Regions from separate parts of the Sus scrofa genome. Here region 2 is linked to region 1. A link is a contact called in public promoter capture Hi-C data. All regions are on one chromosome and are shown on one strand. Each heading gives the region's core, a stretch centred on a gene start, on an enhancer-like site or on the middle of the called end of the contact. The rest is flanking DNA. Distances are from core to core; before and after follow the strand shown.

Evidence for each region. Promoter capture Hi-C pulls out the DNA fragments that hold promoters and counts their contacts.
Region 2: a contact with region 1 is called in a promoter capture Hi-C map of liver, with 3 times the contacts expected there. The contact joins the promoter of ZNF260 here to the promoter of ZNF565 in region 1. A contact is called at or near these places in 1 of 5 promoter capture datasets (liver), 1 of 47 Hi-C or Micro-C datasets (heart right ventricle) and 1 of 2 datasets of contacts at active chromatin or transcription factors (alveolar macrophages).

What each region holds. Positions count from the first base shown.
Region 1 is chr6:45,571,645-45,579,125 of Sscrofa11.1, forward strand. ZNF565 (zinc finger protein 565) reads right to left here and starts at 5,322. Exons shown (of 6, transcript XM_021097171.1): 1 at 5,212-5,322. It overlaps ZNF146 (zinc finger protein OZF), which reads left to right. Exons shown (of 7, transcript XR_002345320.1): 5 at 4,660-5,452.
Region 2 is chr6:45,852,890-45,859,722 of Sscrofa11.1, forward strand. ZNF260 (zinc finger protein 260) reads left to right here and starts at 5,185. Exons shown (of 5, transcript XR_002345315.1): 1 at 5,185-6,644.

The DNA.
Region 1 (7,481 bases), core at 4,072-6,571:
AGCTCACGGCAACGCCGGATCGTTAACCCACTGAGCAAGGGCAGGGACCAAACCCGCAACCTCATGGTTCCTAGTTGGATTCGTTAACCACTACGCCACGACGGGAACTCCCCCAATCACATTCTTACTCTTAAAAGCCAGAAACAGCAAAAGACCTTGTTCATCAACCTATACATCATGAAAATCAGAGATATCAATGAGTGTCACATGAGCCGGGTTATGAATCAGCAAATCGCAACCCTCCAAAAGATGTAGAGCTTATGTAAACAGAACGCTTTGGTGCAGAACTAGTGTAAAGGAGAAACTGAACAATTTGACAGTAAAAAATGAGTATCAGGAAACTAGCTGTAATAGACGTTAAAATGTACCGTAAGCCTCTATAATGAAAAGTGTGGTAGTAATGCATAAAGAGACAAACTGGAAGAAAACAGAAGCCCTAGAAGCAGAACCAAGCATGTACGGAAATTTAGTATATGATAGCATTTCAAATCACTGGCACAAATTTTTTTTTTTTCTTTTTAGGGCCACATCTGCAGCATATGTAAGTTCCTAGACTAGGGGTCTAATCGGAGCTACAACTGCCAGCCTATGCCACAGCCATAGCCATGAGGCAAGCCGCGCGTGTGTGACCTGCCCCACAGCTCACGGCAACACTGAATCCCTGACCTACTGAGCGAGGCCAGGGATTGAACCTGCATCCTCAGAGATACTAGTTGGACTTGTTTCTGCTAAGCCAGACAGGAACTCCCAGAGATTAAAATTTTTCGTAAATGGTTCTGGAAAAACTGGATAGCCATTTTGAAAATATAAAATTAAATCCATAACCCCATTCCATACACAAAATTACATTCCAAATGGCTCAGGGTGCTAAATGTAAAAAATTAAATTGTTGACTAAAAAAAAAAATATAGGCACAACGTAAAAGTTGAGAGTTAAGTTTTATTTGGGGCAAAATGAGGACTTAAGCCTGGGAGGCAGCATCTCAAGTAACCCTGAGAAATCTGCTCAGAGGATGCAAAGGTCTGGGCTCACCCAAATCATTCATTTGATATGCATCTCTGCTATCTGGGGCCAATATCCTGGGTTTCCACATCCTGAGTTTCCTTAGGGCTCATCCTTTGGGAATGGCTGTAGTCTGAGGGCTGCTAGATAGCAGCTATTCTAGGTTTCCATCCTGAGTTCCTTCAGGGCTCACTGGCTTATCCTTGGAGGTGGCTGCAATTGTTGGTGACTGTGACACTTTTTGTTTACTGATATGGCAGGCAATATTTTATTTCTTAAAAACCATAGGTTATTAGGAGTTCCCATCATGGCTCAGTGGTTAGCGAACCCAAATGCGATCCATGAAGATGTGGGTTCAGTCCCGGGCCTCACTCAGTGGGTTAAAGATCCAGCGTTGCTGTGAGCTGTGGTGTAGGCTGGTAGCTGTAGCTCCGGTTTGACTCCCAGCCTGGGAACCTCCATATGCTTTGGGTGTGGCTCTTAAAAAACAAAACAAAACAAAAATCATACGGTTATTAGAAGATAACACAGGTAAATTCCCCTTTAATCCTTAGGCCGAGAAAAGCTTTCAAAATCCAGAAGCTGTAAAGGAAAATATTGGTAATCTACTACATAAAAATATTCAATGGCAAAAAAATACCACAAACGGGGAGTTCCTGTTGTGGCTCAGCAGTAACAAACTCGACTGGTATCCACAAGGATATGGGTTTGATCCCTGGTCTTGCTCAGTGGCTTAAGGATCCAGCATTGTCATGAGCCATGGAGTAGTCCCAGATTCAGCTCGGATCCTGAGATTCTGTGGCTGTGGTGTAGGCTGTATCTCCCATTCAACTCCTAGCCTGGGAACCTCCATATGTTGCAGCTATGGCCCTAAAAAGACCAAACAAACAAAAAAACCCACCATAAATGAAGTCAAAAGACAACTGTCAAACCAGGAGATGATAACTTGCAATGAACATTACAGATGATGAACTAGTATCCGAATATGAAAAGAATTCTTAACCACTGTGACAAAGTATCAAAAAAGCCGGAAAAACAAACAAACAAACAAAAAAACAGTAAAAGTAAGTAAGAAAAAGAGATGGCTAATTCACACATACAAAAAAGGTGTAAAAATAGCCTTAAAGGATATGTGTGAAAATATGCCTATCAGCCTAATACTGGAAGTATTAGGCAAGAAAAAGAAGTAAAAAGCATTCAAATTGGAAAGAATGAGATAAAATGTATCTCTGTTCAGATGACATAATCTTATATATAGAAAACCCTGAAAAAGTCAAGAAGTAATAACAATCCCAGTAGCAATAAGCACATCTAATCTTGGTTTCTAAATATAATTTTCTAATAAAAGGAGCCAGTGATCCCTAGGAAACTTCTCATTACAGGACTGGGCCTGGGAAAGTACAATATCAACCTGGAACATCTTATGGTGCAGGAAAATAAAGAAGTACTAAAAAAAAAAATAAAACAAAGGGGATTTGTTGGAAGGACATAGGAGCCAATCCAAAGAGGTTCCCAGTGGCCAAATTTGGGACAATTTCAGTAATAAAGTAGTGACAGTAATGGATTATAACCTGTAATATATATTAACCCCCTCCCAGGAGTTCCCTTGTGGTGCAGTAGGTTAAGGATTTTGCATTGTTGCTGCACTGGTTCAGGTCGCTGCTGTGGCAAGGGTTCAATCCCTGGCCCAGGAACTTACACAGGCCGTGGGCACAATCCCCCAAAAATTTAAAAAGTAAAATTCAGACTATACTTTTGTAAGTTAGTGAAAAAATTAAATGGGGAGAAGGAAAATCTATTTCTTTTTTTCTGTCTTTTCTAGGCTGCACCTGAGGCATATGGAGGTTCCCAGGCTAGGGGTCTAATTGGAGCTGTAGCTGCCGGCCTACACCACAGCCACAGCAACTCGGGATCTGAGCCGCGTCAGTGACCTACACCACAGCTCACGGCAACTCTGGCTCCTTAATCCACTGAGCAAGGCCAGGGATTGAACCTGCAACCTCATAGTTCCTAGTTGGATTTGTTAACCACTGAGCCATGACGGGAACTCTGGAAAATCTATTTCTAACAGGATTCTAATTAATAAATGTAGAAGGAATAATGGAAGCCAAAAAAAAAAAAAAAAAATCACCATCTGGCAGATACTTGGTAATAAATTCTCAGGTAAGAATTAGCAATGCAGAGTTCCCGTTGTGGCTCAGAGGTTAACGAACTCGACTTAGCATCCATGTGGACACAGGTTCGATCCCTGGCCTCACTCATGGGTTAAGGATCTGGTGTTGCCAGGAGCTGTGGTGTAGGTCGAAGATGTGGCTTGGATCTGGCGTTGCTGTGGCTGTGCTGTAGGCCCGTAGCTACAGCTCCAATTAGACCCCTAGCCCGGGAACCTCCATAAGCTGCTGGTGTGGCCCTAAAAAGACAAAAGACAAAAAAAAAAAAGAAAAAGAAATAGAATTAGCAATGGATGCAGTTGGTGAAAGATTGATAAACAGCATATTTATAGGCAAAGTCTTTCTCCATGAGATACATTAACTATAAAGGGAAAAGAATGATTTTGCAGTGGAGAAACCTGGCAAATTAAAGTTAACACCGCTAACAATGAGACAAATTGATCTCATGGGACTCTCAATGAGATGCATTGAGAAGAATACATTCCTCTTGGGGTGGTCTTGCTTCAACTGCATAACCTGAATTTAATTATGGAGTATCAGACAACCTCGAATTGAGGAAGACTACATTGCAGAATTTACAAAATGGCCAGTTCTCAAGGTCATGGAAGACAAGGAAAGACTTAAGTGACTATGCCAGTTTAAAGAAGACTAAGGAGAATTATCAATGGCAATATATGATCCTGGATTGGATCCTTATCCAGAAAGGACCCTAAAGACACCGATGAAATTTGAATAAGGTTTGTAGATTAGTGATTAATAATATATGAGTGTTAATCTAATTTTGACCATGTACTGTGATTATGTAAAATGGTAACCTATAGAGAAACTGGGTTAAGAGTATTTGGAGAAATCTTTTTTTGTAGCAGTTTTAAATCTAAAGCCAATTCAAATGTTTAAAAAATTGTAGATGAACATTAGGTGTGCAGGGAGCAAAGAGGGTGTGGGTCCTTCAGTTCACCTTCATGGCACTCAGAAATTTACTCAAAGGCAAATACCAGACACTAGTTTCTCCCGGGGCAGGGTGGTGGTGTCTTATCTGTGTTAAGTAAGAAGTTTCAGAAGGAGGAAAGAAAAGCACGTGTTGAAAGGAAATAACAAGCCCCAAATGGTGTCATTTGTCCCCACAATAACAAACCAAGACTTATTTCTAGTTTCAGGCTTTCTCAAGAATGTGTTAAATCTTTAAACAATCAATCTGGAATTTCCTGGTTAGCACCAGAGAGATAATTTGCATGATAAAACCCTAGCCGTTCCCCTCCCCTAAAAGGTGACCGGGCCTAAAACAATGCTTTCTTTTCTTTTGCTAGTAACTTCCTTGCCCCACTTTCCTACTGCCTATGAAAACTTTCGATTTTGTACATCTCCTTGGAGTATCTCTCCGTTTGCTAGATAGGATCCTGCCCGATTCATGAACTGTTAAATAAGGACAATTAATTTTCACGTTTATTTGGCTGAATTTTTTGTTTTGCTTTTTTAACACACGTAGAGAAAGAAGGGTTTCAGGGGAAGAAGAAAACTTGATGCACGGACAGCTTGGCTTCTGGATGTTCAACAATAGTTCTTTCCTTCTCCTTTCAATGTATGTCTTAGAGAAGAGTCAAGAAAAAGCAATCATGAGGAGCCAGGGCAGTTTTAATGGGTCATCGCCCACCCGTCCTACACAGGAGGAGGGAGGGCACAGAAGATGCCCAATCTCGGTGTTACAGATGCTCGCTGTTCAGGGCTATAATTTGTCAGAGCACTAGAGTCACAGGGACCTCACACCCACAAAATTGGTGCTGCACAAAATAGTGTCACACGGACACAACCACACATCCACTCTTAACACACACAGGACACAACTACACAATCATAGACACCTCCACACCCGTATACACAGGCACAATCACACCACTAACGCAGTTACACAATCTACTCACCACCATGACACACAAAGACACATTCAAAATAGCGCATCCTCAGCCCGTTCCCGCCAGCGCGCACAAACCCAAGGCTCTGGACACGCCCCGTCCCCGCCCCAGACTCCCAGACCCCTCACCTTCTGCCTCCCCTTGGTCGCGTCCGGGTCCCGGCGGAGCAAACGATCTCGCCACGACGTCAAGAGACACGTAACGCTGGGCCGCTGTGGACTCTGGGAAACGTAGTCCAGGACCAGACCAGCCAGAGACATGATGGCGTCCTCAAACCAGAAAGTCAGAGCTCGGCCTATATGACACTGCTTCAAAGAGGAGGGTTCCAGCTCCAAACGTCCACCAGGCTTGAGCTGATATCCCCCCAAGGTAGGACTACTTGACCTGAGAGCCTCATAATCAAAGGACGTGGCCGCAACATTCGTATAGGAAAGGCAGAAGGAGATACTGGGTGTCGACCCGCAAAGCATTAAGGGAAATGTAGTTCAAGGCCGGAAAAGCGGCATTGCTTTGATAGAAGGTAACCAGACACCAGCTTGGGCTTGGCCGCGGTGACCGTGCGGGCTGCGTCGCGGGGGTTTCTGGGAGTGCTCACTCGCCCTCTGAGTGCGCAGGCGCAGCATACCGAGTGGACATTTTGGTCTTTGTCCGCGGGTCAGTCCGGCCCCTGGGTCCACGTGGCGCGAAAATAGGAGGTGGGATGTGGACGTCTTGGGCCGATAGGGTCGGGGAGGTTGAGGGGAAGGATTCCAGATCTATTGGGGTGCGGCGCGAGGAAGGGGAGTGGGTTTTAGAGCTTCTAGTCTACGTGTGGGGTGGGGGTGGGGGCCTCTGAGGAGGGTTCGAGTGTGCGTGACCCTGAGTTTGACCGCAAGTTAGACTAAATGTTTGAGAACATTGAGGAAGAAACTGGGCTCAGGGTATGTATGGCTTGCGTCTAAGAGGGAGACCGGCATTGAGATAACGTCCGAGCGGCACTTCTCTTGTCGAAAGTGCTGATAATAACGGTGCCATCTTCCTGGAATACCTAATTTACTTGCAGATTGGAAGGGGGTTAAGCACCAAGTGGTAATTAATTTTAAAATATGCTTTTCTATAAAATACATTTCTTATTAATTAGGTACAATGCAAATCATCGTGACTTATTGCTTTTTTTTTTAAACAAGCAGAAATATTTCAAAGGAACTTTTTGTTATGGGGACCCTGTTTCAAACGGTCTCAAATATTCTGATCTTTGAGGAACTTTAATAGGGCTGCTGTTAAGCCTAGGTAGAGTAGATATCAGCGTTACCTTTTGAGAAGTAGTGTCAACATATCGCAGAAAGCAGAGTACTAGGAAGTCAAGGGTCTGGGGTTCTAGGATAAACACAGTTATCCTCGTTCTTTGGGGAAAAAAAAAAACAAACAAACTTGCTGCAGTGTTTATCCATGAATCCGAACTAGTTAGGTGTACTAACTCCTAAATGCGTGGAAGTGTTCTCAGGTTGTATGGGTTTTGTGAAGAAAGGGAGATACTATTATTAAGGATAACCCACAGTTGTCCTTCAAGGTTTTAAATAATAAGAGAGTTAAATAATTGGTTACCAAATCAGTGTCTGTAGATCAGTAGCCTTCAAATAAACAACAGTCAGGTAGAAGGTATAGTAGAAGACCACTGTTTACACGAACTGTCTTTTAAAAATCGAGGAGTAAATTTAAGAAACGTTTAAAACTATTGGAAAAGAACTTTAGAATACTGCTTTCGGGGGTAACATAAGATGTGAACAAATAAATATACAATGTTTTTCAGTGGGAATTTCTCATAAAGAAGTGTGTGCAAGATTTCCCATCGTGGCTTAGCAGTAATGCACTAGACTAGTATGCTTGAGGACTTGGGTTCAATCCCTGGCCTTGCTCAGTGGGTTAAGGATCTGGTGTTGCCTTGAGCTGCATTGTAGGTCACAGACTTGGCTTGGATTTGGCGTTGCTGTGGCTCTAGCGTAGGCCATGGGCTGCAGCTCCGTTTCGACCCCTAACCTGGAAACTTCCATATGCCACACCTGTGGCCGTAAAAGGACCAAAAAAAAAAAAAAAAAAAAAAAAAAGGTGGATAAATTCAAGGGTTTGGGGTTTTTATGCTTTTTACGTCAGTACATGTGGCGTATGAAAGTTCCCATACTAGGGGCAGTCGAATCAGAGCTGCAGTTGCTGGCCTATGCCAGAGTCACAGCAACAGCAACGCCGGATCCTTAACCCACTGAGCAAGGCCAGGGATCGAACCAATGTCCGCATGGATACTAGTTGGGTTCGTTATCACTGAGCCATGGTGGGAACTCCCAAATTAATTTATTAATTTAATGTTATCCCAGTAAAAGTATCCATAGGTTTTTGGTTTTTTTTCTCTTGGACCTAAATAAGC
Region 2 (6,833 bases), core at 3,935-6,434, 280 kb after region 1:
AATGCGGGATCCAAGCGTGTCTGTGACCTTCACCACAGCTCATGGCAAAGCCGGATCCTTAGCCCAATCAATGAGCAAGACCAGGGATCAAACCTGCGTCCTCATGGATACTAGTTGGGTTTGTTAACCACTGAGCCATGACGGGAACTCCATCAGAGAGACATAATTTAAAGGATGGTCTCCAACCTAGATGAAAGGACTCAAACTAGCTGATGCACAGCAAAAGTGAAGGAACTGACTCTTGAAGTCATATTTCCACTTAAAGGGGGCTCCTGCACGGGACTGGTCTATCTATAACAAGGACAGCTGACCTCAAACTCACCTAAAAACAAGAGAAGCTCAAACAAAGAAATGACACTCATTCCAAGACAATAAGACAACAGCAGAAATAGCTATTCCAAGATGCCAGACCTAACTATATAATCCTATAGTGTTCTCTTGATCTCTTGGACTTTTTTGCATATGAATCAAATGTTTTCTATGATGGGCACAATCCTACGTACAGTGTAAAAATTAATCTAGGAGTTCCCATCGTGACATAACAGAAACAAATCCGACCGGGAACCATGAGGTTGCAGGTTCAATCCCTGGCCTTGCTCAGTGGGTTAAGGATTGCCGTGAGCTATGGTGTAGGTCGCAGGTGCAGCTAGGATCTCACGTTGCTGTGGCTGTGGTGTAGGCCAGCAGCTGTAGCTCCAATTTGACCTCTAGCCTGGGAACCTCCGTTTGCTGTGGGTAAAGCCCTAAAAGTCAAAATAATAATAATAATAATTGATCTAATTAATTAGGTATGGTCAGTTAGCTACATCCAGTACTTCTGGTGGATTTCTCGACTCCAAGTCTCTGACTGGATAGCCCTAAGGAAATTTGTTATAAAAATAGTTCTGTTTGGGGTCCTGTCGTGGCGCAGTGGTTAACGAATCCGACTAGGAACCATGAGGTTTCGGGTTCAATCCCTGGCCTTGCTCAGTGGGTTAAGGATCCAGCGTTGCCGTGAGCTGTGGTGTAGATTGCAGACTCAGCTTGGATCCCACGTTGCTGTGGCTCTGGTGTAGGCCCGAGGCTACAGCTCCGATTCAACTCCTAGACTGAGAACTTCCATATGCCGCGGGAGCGGCCCCAGAAAAAGGCAAAATCAATCATATTTGCTCTGACCCTGGCCATAAATATGAGTTTTCTTTTAAAGTTATTCAAGTTCAATCCGAGCAATAAGCTAAATATCGGTGAAAAAATAGAAACTCTCAATTATTAGGAGGGAGCCTCCCTCAATTACGGGATAGATTTATATGGCTAACATCAAGCTATGGTCATTTAACGGAACAATTTGTTTGCTGGGGACAACCAAACCATACTAAAGATAATCAGCCTGGAGTTCCCACTATGGCACAACGGGATCCACAGTGTCTCTGCAGCACCAGGGTGCAGGTTTGGTCCCCAACCCAGTGTAGTGGGTTAAAGGATCTGGTGTTGCCACAGGTTCAGCACAGGTCCCAACTGTGGCTCAGATCTGATCCCTAGCCTGGGAAATCCATATGCCTAGGGGCAGCCAAAAAGAAAAAAAAGATAATCAGCCTTAACACTAGCAAATAGGGCTGAGTGCCTTATGAATGTTTATATATCATTAAAGATAACTACTGATAAGGAATAGACTGGGTCCCGATAACAAGCGATATACTGGGTCACACCTAAAGGAAGTAGTTGGTTTAAATTCTTAGTTATGACCTTATTAATACTACTAGCTAGATTACTTTGGCTATTTTACAATACTATTTCTGCATTACCAAATGTGTGACTAAGCCTCTGATAAAAATGATGACTAAGCAACCTGAAACAATTAACCAAAAATACAGTTCTACACATGTATATATATATACATGATCAAAATAACTGTAATAATGTAGTTCTAGATATGAAAAAAAAAAGCAGCAAGGGGGAATCATTTTCTAAACCATAACAGACTAGTAAGACAGATGCCCCAGAGACTTTTATGACTACCATTAACAGTGCCTAGTTTAGTAATAGCACACTGAGTGGCTTATCAACATAATTCTCACTTGACCTAGAAATGAGCCTTCCTAGTGATACTGTACATAGCCCTGTGGGGCTCCTGGGCGCAAGAGCCTTTCTGTGTCCCCCATTCTTAGGAAATGGGCCGCGTTCATCCACCATGACCTTCCCCAAGTTCCTAGGGACAGGTTCAGACAGTTGCTGCTGATCAGGGAAGCAGCAACAGTCAAGGAACAATAGTAACAGCCTTGGGGTAGGATCCTGGTTCCCTCTCAAGGAATACACAATATAGGCACCTTATACATCTAAGAGAAAAGCTATATTCCTTCACTTCTTTTTGAAATGTATACTTCACAATTGAACAGCTTAGAGTCTTAACTGTACTCCAAACACAATCACCCGTAAATGATGGATTAGGCACCCTGAGCACAACTGCCTGTGAGTCACCAACTATAAGCCACGTGATGTTTCTTTTGAGGCCCTTCCTAAATTGCCCTAATCACTAACCAATATGCCCTTCTTGCAAGAATTTTTATTTCTAGGGACAATCCAGACACGATAACCCAGATCACCAGGGTCATGCTGAGATCTCATGACACCAACCTCGATGACTACAGATTCCACCCCTAAAGAAAGAATGTATATTTACCTCCAACCCTGATTCTTATCCAGAAACCTGTTTTTCTCCTTTTAGCTATAAAACTTCTTGCAATCCTTCCCAAGAGGGGGGCACAGTCTTTAAGGCATTAACCTGCTGTGGCCCTCCTTTGCCTGGCAAAGCAATAAAGCTATTTTTTTTTTCTCCTTTACCCAAAACTGTCTCTGCGTTTCAATTCGGCACTGGCAGACAGGCAAAATTCCGGTAACACTAGCAGGGCGGGACAAATTGGTCACAAAATGTCTCCCAAACCTTGAATTTATGAACAAAAGGGGGTAAATGTAAAACAAAGAATGTTGCCCACCATTCAGTTCTACAAGAATCAAGTCATTAGCCACTAAAGTCACTGATGTACAATACACCCTGAAAGGAATTCAGAATGAGTCACTCTGTGCTCTGTAAAAATGGACCTTTAGATAATTAGGACTATTTCAGGTGAATTTTTTAATGAACTTGGATTCTTGCATCTTCCCATACTTAGAAAAGCACTAAAATCATTAATTGAGATATCTGTTCCTTGTAACTAGCAGTAACCTTCTACCGAGATATATCCTTAATTGCACATACCCCTTCATCTCTTCAGAGCAGTTTCTCAGAGCTATCTTGGAGGTTGTCTTCTGGGCTACAGTCCCCAGTTAAGTCCCCAAATAAAACTGAAACTCACAGCTCTCACACTGTGCATTTTTATCTCAATCAACATCATGATGAAGACAATTACATGCTACAAGACTCATGCATCTATGAGTACATTTTTTTTTTTTTGGTTACTAAATAACATATACAATATATACCATTTAAAGTCCTCTATTTTCATTTAATATAATACTGTAAATTCTCTTCTTTTCCTCATAAATACATTTATAAGATGGTTGCTCCATATGCAACACAATATCCACAGGAAGGAAGAGAAAGGAAGTCAAAAGCATACATGCCCACTGAGCCTGTCCCACACCCCTCTTTAAAGAACTGTTTAAGAAACCCAATCTAACAGCTTTTGTTTACATCTATAAGATAAGATAAAACGTGGAGGGGTTTTTTTGTTTGTTTGTTTTTTCCTATTCGTTTCTCTTTAAGCTGGGCACAGTGCCCCTTCAAACAAAATCAGGATTTTTTTTTTTTTTTGGTCTTTTTAGGGCTGCACCCGCGGCATATAGAGGTTACCAGGCTAGGGGTCAAATCAGAGCTATAGCTGTCGGCCTACACCACAGCCACAGCAATACCAGATTGAAGCCGCCTCTGTGAACTACACCACAGCTCAAGGCAGCACTGAATCCTTAACTCACTGACTGAGGCCAGGGATAGAACCTGCGTCCTCATGGAACCACAACAGGAACTCCAAAATCAGGATGTTTGTAGCAATACAGACTGGATACTGCGTTAGTCACACATACAATAAAACAACACTAATGTTAAAAATATTCTCAAATAGGAGTTCCCGTCGTGGCACAGTGGTTAACGAATCCGACTAGGAACCATGAGGTTGCGGGTTCGGCCCCTGCCCTTGCTCAGTGGGTTAACGACCCGGCGTTGCCGTGAGCTGTGGTGTAGGTTGCAGACGCGGCTCGGATCCCGCGTTGCTGTGGCTCTGGCGTAGGCTGGTGGCTACAGCTCCGACTGGACCCCTAGCCTGGGAACCTCCATATGCCGCGGGAGCGGCCCAAGAAATAGCAACAACAACAACAACAACAAAAAGACAAAAGACAAAAAAATAATAATAATAATAAAATATTCTCAAATAACTCAATTATGTGAGAAGTTATAATAACATCACTTAAATGAAAACATAAAAAATATATATGTATCTATATATCTTCATATGTGTACACGTGTAAAAACAAAATAGCACACAAGATAAACTGTTTGCCATATTAATTTTAAAAATTAGGAAGTTCAAGGAAGACGTTTCCAAAGAGAAATACTAGGTTCCAGGTTAATGACGGGTCTTTGTTATGCGTTTGCCAAGAAAAAAAAAATCACTTCCTGAAAAAAACAAAGCGAAAATATCGTCACCTTTAAAAAGACTTTTAGATGTCACAACTAATATTTTCTCCTCCTCTGAGATTTCTCTTGGAAGAGGACTATGTTAGCTAGACAGCAGTAAGTAAAAAATGGGGTTAAACCAAAGTGTGCTTGGTTTTGCAGAAACCGTTAAATTGCATAAAGTTCCAAACACCACATGTTTCAAAAAATTAGTGGGAACAAACAACCAAAACACATGTTTGCTTACAGATTTTGGCAACCTAGAGTAACCTTTGCCTCTTTAATATGCCTGCCTTTTCGAGACTATGCATTGCCCCTCACCCCCACCCCGGGTTTAAAACTTCTCCCTCCAGCTCTGGAGAAACAGTGCTTTGAGAGCTATCTCCCTGTCTCCTTACTTGTCACAAGTAATACATGCTTCTGCTTTAATCGAAAGCACGTGGTGTGTTTATTGGCTCCGCACTACAAGGGACAGACCCAATGAGCCGCTAATAGACCGAGATGGGCAAGAACAACTTTTTTTTTTTTTTTTTAGGGCACACCCGCGGCATATGGAGGTTTCTAGGCTAGGGGTCCAATCGGAGCTACAGCTGCCAGCCTACGACCCACATCACAGCTCACCGCAACGCCGGATCCTTAACCCACTGAGCGAGGCCAGGGATCAACAGCAACCTCATGGTTCCTAGTCGGATTCGTTTCTGTTGCGCCACGAAGGGAACTCCCGAACCTTTCTTGGGGTCCAAATGATAAAGTCACCTTACTCCCTTGCCCTCCCGCCCCCAAAAGAGGAAGGCTAACAGAGAAGATCTAGGCTTCCACTTTAACCTCAATATCATATTCAAGGTCTTTACTGCTAAGGGGAAGAGCCATCCCGTTTCTCACATATGACTATACGTGACACACAGTGCCGACCCTCAAATTTACGCATCCAGTGCTGCACAGTCACATATCTACCGCTAGACACAAAGGTAACAACCTCAGTCATAAATTCTTCCCTCCGCACAGTGCCACACAGTTTCCGTTGGGACGCAGTCACAGAAGCACAATCACAAAACTCCCTATGCCTGCACACAAAGAGGAACACATGGTCATTTAGAAAAAATTCACACACCTACCACAGGGACACACAGTATCACACCACGGCGACTCGCTACGTAAAACTCCTCACATACATAAACACGGTATCACACACAGTCACAAAAAAAAGACACATCACTGAAGCACAGAGTCACACACAACTTCATAACCGACACTCCCCTCCCCAAACCCGCCCATTCCGCCTGAACAGACTTAAAACAAGTCTTGATCCCGGTTCCGCGAGACAGACGTTTCACCTCCAATCTCCCGCGCAGGGCATCAGCGGCCGGGCTCAACCACTCGAGACTAAGGCCCGGCTGCCGAAGAGCTCCGCTCAGAGCCGCCGCCGGAGACCGCGGCGCCCTCTGGGAAATGTAGTTGAGCGCCGCACTCGCGAGGGACAAGATGGCGCCGGGGGTGAACCCGGCCAAAGAGATCCGCCCACCACTCCATTCTTCACCCCTGCTCGCCCCCAACCTCAAACGCGCCCTGGAGCTTGGCGCTCCTGGCATACCCTGGCACTGTGGCTTCTAGTGGGAATCACCCCAGCGTGCTTAAAGTGAGCTTATTGTATATAACCCGAGGCATATCACTGCCCTCTCCCAGAAGTAGACCTAACACAGGTAGAATGTTATTTACCTAAGTCCTGAGGCTCAGCCTAGAGACACTTGTCCCCCGACAAGGGAGACAGTGCCAAAGCTATGGTGGAGTTGAGAAAGCGCGAAAGACGATTGGAATCACTGAAACTTCTGGGAAATGTAGTCCACAGTCACCAAAGTGGGCGACCGACCAACATCATCGGACTCCGCAGGGTAGTGAGCCGGGGCTTGTTGAAGCCCAGGAGACCTCTGGGAGTGCTACCCAGCCCAAGGAGTGCGCAGGCGCAAGCTTTCTGGCTCGCCATCGTCGTCTTTGTCTGCTGGTGAGTTTGTTTTTGGTTCTGCGGCGGTCAGATCTGGGTGCGGGATCTAGGTTTCTGGGCTTACAATCCAGTCAGCGGGAGTTTATAGGAGAGGTTTCGCGGAGCCTACGACTGGGCTGGGAAAATTGAACGGGAAGAATCGCCTTCTGTGACGTGCATTGTTCAAAGCTCATGTGGATGGGGGCAGGG